Regions from separate parts of the Mus musculus genome. Here region 2 is linked to region 1. A link is a contact called in public Hi-C data. All regions are on one chromosome and are shown on one strand. The core of a region is the stretch at or near the end of the contact, and the rest is flanking DNA. Distances in the headings are between cores, read along the strand shown. Region 1 overlaps Cacna1c (calcium channel, voltage-dependent, L type, alpha 1C subunit). Region 2 overlaps Cacna1c (calcium channel, voltage-dependent, L type, alpha 1C subunit).

What was found. Hi-C and Micro-C count contacts between places; a contact is called where the count stands out from the background.
Region 2: a contact with region 1 is called in a Hi-C map of cerebellar granule neurons, with 3 times the contacts expected there. The contact joins two enhancer-like sites. A contact is called at or near these places in 2 of 484 Hi-C or Micro-C datasets (cerebellar granule neurons and embryonic stem cells) and 1 of 115 datasets of contacts at active chromatin or transcription factors (astrocytes).

What each region holds. Positions count from the first base shown.
Region 1 is chr6:118,722,896-118,726,734 of GRCm38.p6, reverse strand. All of the region lies in intron 9 of Cacna1c (calcium channel, voltage-dependent, L type, alpha 1C subunit), which reads left to right. Among named protein-coding and RNA genes, the nearest start is that of 1700080F18Rik, 120 kb to the left of the region's middle. Within about 2 kb of position 1,639, at least 7 of the 459 cell types and tissues checked have an H3K27ac peak or open chromatin away from gene starts, as enhancers often do. A contact at or near this core is called in cerebellar granule neurons, where this site is marked.
Region 2 is chr6:119,077,959-119,081,797 of GRCm38.p6, reverse strand. All of the region lies in intron 1 of Cacna1c (calcium channel, voltage-dependent, L type, alpha 1C subunit), which reads left to right. Among named protein-coding and RNA genes, the nearest start is that of Cacna1c, 29 kb to the left of the region's middle. Within about 2 kb of position 1,972, at least 20 of the 459 cell types and tissues checked have an H3K27ac peak or open chromatin away from gene starts, as enhancers often do. A contact at or near this core is called in cerebellar granule neurons, where this site is marked.

The sequences.
Region 1 (3,839 bases), core at 390-2,889:
GGAGTCTTCTGTGTCCAGCAGAGGCGAAGGATGGAGAGGTTCTAGATGTGTAAGTCAGTTAGTGGCAGAGGATCCTTGCAGCCAGGGCCCCAGCTTACTCTGCCCTTCTGCATGTAATAGGAAGTTAGGCTCAGCTGCTGTCGATGAGGCAGAGTGCCCATGTTTCCCCCCAGGAAGACCCCAAGCTTTATTGCAACTGCATCACTTTGTGTGGAGCCTGTGAGAGGTGTAGAGTCATTTTTATCTATGATTTCTACAGTCCCGTCAATTCAAGTTCTGTGAAGTCCTCTTCCATCGACAAGGAGCTGAGAATACAGCAATGCAAGAGTAACCCCCATCCCGGGGAGATACTCTCAGGCCCGACCCCGTCACTGAAGAGAGCTTGGACAGTTGATATCTCCATCTTCATCTTCTAACAGGATTTTTAGAATTGTAGGCACCAACACTGTGTTGGGATAAGACTAGAGAGGCTGAGGGAACCAGAAACTTGTCCCCTCAGGCCCCACTCAATAATTAATCTGCTACTTGCCTCTCCCATACTCCCTGAGTTGTCCAATGGGGGGTCAAAGGGTGGGGGAGGGAAGATGAGCTGTTACAAACAAACTAAACCTTCTAGCTCTGGTGATCGGCTCCAGTGCTCTTAGGACATGTATATACTAAGTTTTAGCCTTAGATGTCTTGGTCAGATGGGGAGTGGTCATTCTACTCTATCAGACCCCTAAGGCAATCAAGAAAGTCTAGAATCCTGCCATTGCTAGGCTTCTGGGATTATATGGAGCCTCCCACATGACAGTTTGTAGCCCCCAAAGCCACTCTTCTTCCAAAAACCCAACGCGCAGCCTGACTTCTCTGCATGGAAAGCCTGGTCTGAGATTTCACTTTAAACCTCCTCTCCCACCATTCTTTCTCCGTAGCTCTCCCTTTTCCCTCTGTCTCAGGAACACCACTAGCCAGCCAGCCAAGGATAGCAGTCTGCAAATGAGTAAGAGGCTGGTGAGGATAAATGGCCTGAGGCTTCTTTGGGTCCAGAACACTAAAGGCGTTTAAGGCTAGAAAGGCTGATCTAGCTTCATTCAAAGGGTGCTCCTTAGCATAAATGCTCAGTTCATTCACTGGCTCGCAAAGGAGATTGATGGATGGAGTGAGGGTTATCGCCAGCTGAGACCTAATGAGATCTCCACTATACCTCCTGGATGGAGTGGAAAGCAACCATTGTGGTAATAAACAGAGAACAGCATCTAATTTGTAAATTCCTCTTTTCCGTAGCTAAATTTAATCTGATCAGTAAGACTGGAGGGAATTGTTGATAACCAAAAATTATTTTCCATGTCTTAATCTGGCCAGGAAACTTCACCCCTAATGGAAATGGCATATTGCTCTGGCAATCATTGGGAAGGACATTTGTCATTGCACTAACCCAATTGTTGCATATTGAAAAATGCACTTAGACTGTAATCTACTTAAAGCCAAAGTGGAGCTGAAGCCGCACATTGCCTTGTTCCTGGTTCATAGAATCTAAATCTCTTTCTAGTTAAAACACAGAAATCTGCCGTAGACGTCTTCCAAGATGTCAGCTTGACCTCACTGATTAGCTGGCAAAGCCAGATGGCCCACCGTGAAGCCCAGATGGTGGTCACAAATAGCTTTTTTGACATGAGAGAGATCAGGCTAAAAGAGCAGAACACCATCTCCAGCACAGCCATGGCTCAGCTTAAGGTAAACAAACCAACCAAGCAAGCAAGCATGGTGTAGTGGTACACATGAGAGACTGAGACAGGGGGGTTGAGGATTTGAAGCTATAGACAGACCTTGTTTCAAAAGAAAAAATATTCAGGAGGCCCAATGGAGTAGAACAGCCTTCTTTTTCCTGTTCTGTGTAAATCTTCATGTTAGCCAAGGTCTGAGACTTTTGGCATTCTTCTCACGAGGCCTTAAGCGTTCCCAGGATGAGACCGTGCCCTGGGTAAGTTTCTGTTAGCACTCGAATATTTTCTGCTAAGAAGACAGCAGGCATGGATGCATTTGAAAAACCCCCAAAGGTCCAGGCAGCTACAGTCATTCTTAGGGATTACTCTGAGACATCTGCCATCATAACTAAGAATTTACATTCCTGCTGCCTTGTGAGACACAAGGATTCTTTACGTCATCCACTTTGTTTTTGCATTGCCCGGTAGAGTGTCCAGTGTCCACTGTTGTTGTTGTTGCTTAGTATTATGACTGACAGCCATGATTAATTAAACTCATCTCAATTGCCCTATCTTTAATCCTCAACAAACTCTCCCAGAGTGGCAGAATGATCTCACCATTTTCAGGAGGAAAGCTCAGGTTCCGGTCATTTGCTTTCGAAGGGATTATAGCCTAACAGCAGGCATACACCAGCTCTTCCTGAGGTGTGCATCCCTGGACCCTAACATCCATTCTTCCTGCCAGATGAGACAGAGCAAGAGGCCCATGACAAGTCCCCAAGAGCAGGCCGGGAGCCCTGGTTTCTGGTTTTGACTTCAACATGAATCAGCTCAGTGTCCTCTGACAGCCCCTCACTCCCCTCTCTTGAGCCCCAGGTTCCTGCTCTGTAAAGTAATACACAGATCAGCTCAATTTTTCTGTACATATTTGGGCTTTCCAACCCTCTTGATGGCCACACTGGTGCTCTCCATCCCTTCAAGTCCCCTGTCCCAGAATGGAAGTGTGGCTGACCTAGGGGGGAGACAGTGCTAATTTTGTAGAGAATCACTGTCCCCTTCCAGTCTAGGGGTCAGGCAGCTGCAAAGGGGAAAATGCTGGCTTCTAAGGAGCCTAGGTGCTTCTTCCTAGGCTCACTGAGGTCTGTAACTGTGTGACTTCCCTATGCTGGTCTGAGGCACGGCGGGCGCAACACTGTTGATAGCCCTGGTCATTATCTTTGCATGGCCAAGTATTTACTGTAACTGTGTTGCTTTCTTTCTGCCTCCTGGATGCTTCCGCTAATGGTTGTGCTTTTGGAAGTATCCCCTGCATTTCCTCCGTTGGTCAGTTCCCCCAGTGGCCCTCAGAAGCACAAGGCTGTGACAATCCCACTCTTCAGTGGGGCTGAGGTGGCTTCCTGTTCCTGCTGAGATGCCCACCTTTGTCCAGTCCATCTCTCTGTGCCTGACCATTCCCAACCGTCCTGGTTTTCAGCTGCTTGTCATCACAGTGATCACTCACACAAGGCAAGAGGCAAGAGCAACAGAGCTGACTGAATTTGCCCAAGGGGCCCCTGGTGCTCTTACACAGCTCACTAACCTCTGCAGGCCTACAGTCCACAGGACTGACCCTCCCCTCCCTTCCTTAAGGGGCCTTTCTAAGTCTCACCCACCGTGACCAGGACTCTGTCTTGTGGTGGTTTGGCCTGAAGAATTTTGGTCTCAGGTTCAGACCTCTGTTTCCCAAGTTCACAGCGCTCCTGACTTCCTGACTTCCCTCTTAGCTCCGAGCTGCCAGCATGGAGGCTGTGACAGGGTCATCACATAAGGAGCTGCTTCTTCAGTGACCTGGCCAGCTGCAGCACCCTTACCCTTTTCCTGATTATAAGACACAGTTCAAGTATACACAGTAGCTTGGAGGAATCTAGGCACAGGGTTTACCTGGCTTCAAATTCCTCAGTCCTACTTAGCCACTTACTTTGAATAAGTGATTGAATCCCAAGCCTCGGTTTCCTCATCTACAAAATGGGCTGTGATACCTTACTCATGGCGTTCTCAGTTCATAATGTGAAACATGAGAGAGAGGCTAGCACCCAGCAAATACTCAAAGGCTGAACTGTTAGGATTAAGACAGAAGCCACCACACTGCTGGGACAAAGCCTAAAACAGACATAT
Region 2 (3,839 bases), core at 723-3,222, 350 kb before region 1:
CTTCGCAGGAAGCTTATGATAAAAATTCAACACAAGTCTATGTGTGATGTCAATGAACGAATAAAGAGAATTCAGTGTATGCATATTACTGTGGGCTGGCTTACGTCTCTTCGAATTCCTGTGCAGGAACCCTAGTCTGCATTTGGCGATGAGGCCTTGGGCAGGTTATTAGGTTTGTATCGGAGGAGGCCTTAGATTTAGGTTTGTCTTCACTGTCAACTTGACTGGATTTCGAATCACCTAGGAGAAATGTACTTAAGGGAGGACCTGCCTTGAACAGGGACTAGTGGGCTGGAGTCTCAGGGTGACTAAAAAGGGAAATTGGAGAAAGAGCCGATGGGTGGCTTAGGCTCTTAGGATAAAACTGTTGTTCTTATAAGAGGCACCACATAGCCAAACTCAGTGGATCGAAGAACAGAACAAAGAGGTCTGTGGGGAAGGGGACAAGTAGGTAGGGGTAGCAGGGAGCTGGAGGAAGGCGGGGAGCAGAGTGGTTGGTATACACATGTACATGTGTGACATTATCTGAGAGCACGTTTAGTAGACGTGAGAAACAAACAAAAAACCAAAAATGAGAAGATTTTTAAAAAGGAACCCCCCCCCCCCCCGTTTCTAGAACTGAACATGTTTCAGTAAATAACTTAATGGCTGGGTTAAACATCGCAGAAGATGAAATCAGTGTATTAGAAGGTAGATCCAAGGAAATTGCCCAGAACAAACAGCAAAGAGATAAATGGTGCACTTATGGGAAAGCAACTGAGAGAGTTTAAGGAAAGAAGGCGAAGATTCATTGCCTCTTTCCAAAGACTCCTGCGCAGTATTGGGAGTGATGTAAAGGCATTGCTGTAAATGCCAGTGCCAAAAGTATTTCAAAATTTAGGAAAGGTACCAATTTCTAGATTGTAAGAGTGCACTGAATATGGAGGGCATGATTAGCAGTATACCTACCAGTGTGGAAAACAACTCGGACACTAAAAGGAGGTCATAATAAAATAGGTGGATTCTCTCCCCACAGACAACAACCCTTTCCCAGCATAGCAGGGGCCGTAGAACAGGACATATATTAAAGTGTTCAAGCGAGTTTCAAACTTGAGTTCTGAGCTCAGCTGGGCTCTCCTTTATGAGTCAGGATGAAAAGACACTTTTTACATAAAGAACAAATGCAGGACATTCACTCCCAGCTGATGCTTGTTGAAAGAGCTACCAAGGGACGTGCTTTGTAGAGATGCCTTAATCTCATTTTAAAGAATGGGATTCGGAGTGTTTTAAATATGAACGACAAGGTGGATGACGTGAGATGGGCTGGGTAGATCAGAATTGAATGTATCCCAAGGTCTTGGTATTTTCCAGAGGGAGAATATCTCATAATTTAAAAAAAAAAGGGAATCTAGACTCTGACCTTTGGGCACTGTCATTACCAGTTGAGTAACAACTGACATGCACTGAGTTCTTACCGTGTGCAGTGTGTCTCACTGATGTTAGCTTACCTGGTCTCTCAGTGACCACATAGAAAAGGCAATGCCTTTCCTTTGAGAGGTGAGAAGCAGGGCATATTTGCCTTTCTACCTCATGCTCAAAATAATGGCCAGCAATGAGATGTGGCTTTTAAATGTGGGTGGACCAAGTTGAGCCGAGTTTCAAATCCAATGCATCCTGTGTTGGTTGAATGATGATGTGGTGGGCGTGTTCTGATTCCAGCTAGTGTACCGTCAGAACCCCTGATGTGCTCTCTGCAGGGCCCTGCTCTTCACTGATCCTTTCTCTGGGCAAATGCCTTTCTGAAAAAGTCCGATACTGGCCTTTTATACTCCTGTACGTGGAATGCCGCAGTTCTCCCCTCAAATTCTTGGGAGTGTGGAACTTGTCGTATTCAGAACCAACGCTGTGTTTTTCCATGTGTTCCGTGGACCAGCTGGGTCTCCTCAATCTTTGTTTTGATTTGAACAAGCCTGGGCTTGCTGTCTCCTGAGTTTCTGTGTGGTACTCAGACAACATCTCCAGCATGGTGTTGCTAGGAAATGCAGTAATGATCATGATGCTGGATCAGCCTCTCTTGCCGCCCATACACACCTGCCTCTGCCATCTGCTAAGGATGCTTCTGGCACCTTGACCCTGCCATGCAGAGATGCTCTGCTGTGCTTTGGCCTGTGAATATTAGTTTGGCCGAGAAATTATCAGTGACATAGATCCAGTGCTGGGTGTTCGTTACTAAGCGCTTTGGACCCTGATCTAGTCACACTCTGGAAAAGAGGTACCAATAGCATTCAAGTCTACTTTATACCCTAGATATGTACATTATCTGTAAGTACACACATGTACACTTAAGTGTGTATGTTCTCATACATGTATATACTGAATTGATTGGTTAAGTCTGTGAAAATAGTTTTTGCTGTTTCTTGCCCCCCTCCCCTGGATTTGTTTAATCATGTACTGTTTGTTTTTCTGAACAACCAGTTAGTTTTAGGCTGAAAAAGTTCCTCCGTGGCCCCAGGTAACCCGGTTCAAATGCAGAAGGGAAGGAAAGTGCCTGTTCCTAAGTGCCTGTTCCTGGTTTCCCGCGTCATCATTCCTCTGAGGAGGGTTTTTTTTCTGTGCATTTGGGCAGACCTAAGACCAAATTCATAACAGCCAGCGGGGCTCCTGATCTCACTCACCAGCACTAGCAGGTCTGGGGACAGATGGTGAGGTAAAGGCAAACAAAGGCTCTTGGCTTGCTGCTAACGGAAGCCGTGGGCATCTCCAATCTCTGCTTTCCCCACAAAGGCCCTGTCTGCAAATTCCAGCATTGCTATAGCAGCCCGTGCTGTGGAGGCCTGTGTGTTTGGTTCTGTGTCTAACACAGACCTTTCTGACTTCCCGGAGGTATAGTGGAGGATCCGGTTGTACCTTTCCTGGGAGACACTGAGGTGAATGGAAGCAGTGGTCATCCAGCAGTGGAAAGCTGGGTCTGTGTTTTTACCCAACCAACCCTCTCCGGTCAGCTTTGGTAAGGGCGTGGTTCCTTGGCTTCTCCAGTTGAAATTGATGGTATTTACTATTTTATTGTGAAGGGAACTTAGTGAGAGTATGCAGGAGACAGGCTTTGTAAACCCCAAAACAATATAGACACAGGCATTGTTTCTCCCAGTCCTCAGAGAGTGGATTGTGGGAAGCTAATGCCCTTACTGGGCCATGTTTCAGTGCCAGGAACAGCCAAAGATGTCAATAACTGTCCATTAATGATGGGGCAGAGAAGTTGTCTGACTCCATGGAAGCCAGGGTTTTATAAATTAAGTGAGCACGCTCATTTGCCATTCATAGGGCAAATATTTATTGAGTGTCTACTAAATGCTGGACCCTGGGACTACAGCATTGAGTAAGATGGGTGGGGCTGTGATTAGTGTCTCCTGTAGCTTCCAGCGCTGGAAGCCATAGGTAGTTTTTATAGAGTTCAATTTGTTCGGTGTTGGTGGTTTCTCTGCCTCTTTGGTGATAAGATGCCTGTTCTGGGGCAATGAGAATGACATCTGAGAACTTTATAGGGCAAGTGGGAAGATGTGTTACTGGCCTTTGGAATACGGAAGGTGAGGAGTTTCTGATCTATCCTAGGCTCCTTCCTCACGTCGCCTGGATTTTGGCTTGGCCTCATTCATAGGCCATCTAGCTGGGGACTTTATTGCCTTCCATAAGCAGTCCATCCAGTTTTAAGTAGCATTTATCTTTGGAATGTTCTTCCTCATCCTGAGCAGAAATCCGCCATCCGTTATTTCTGCCCATCAGGCCTTCCTCTTCCGTTTGGAGCGGACAGGAGCAACTGCCTTTTTTTTTTTTTTTTTTAAGCCACCATTTGTTCTCCCTTC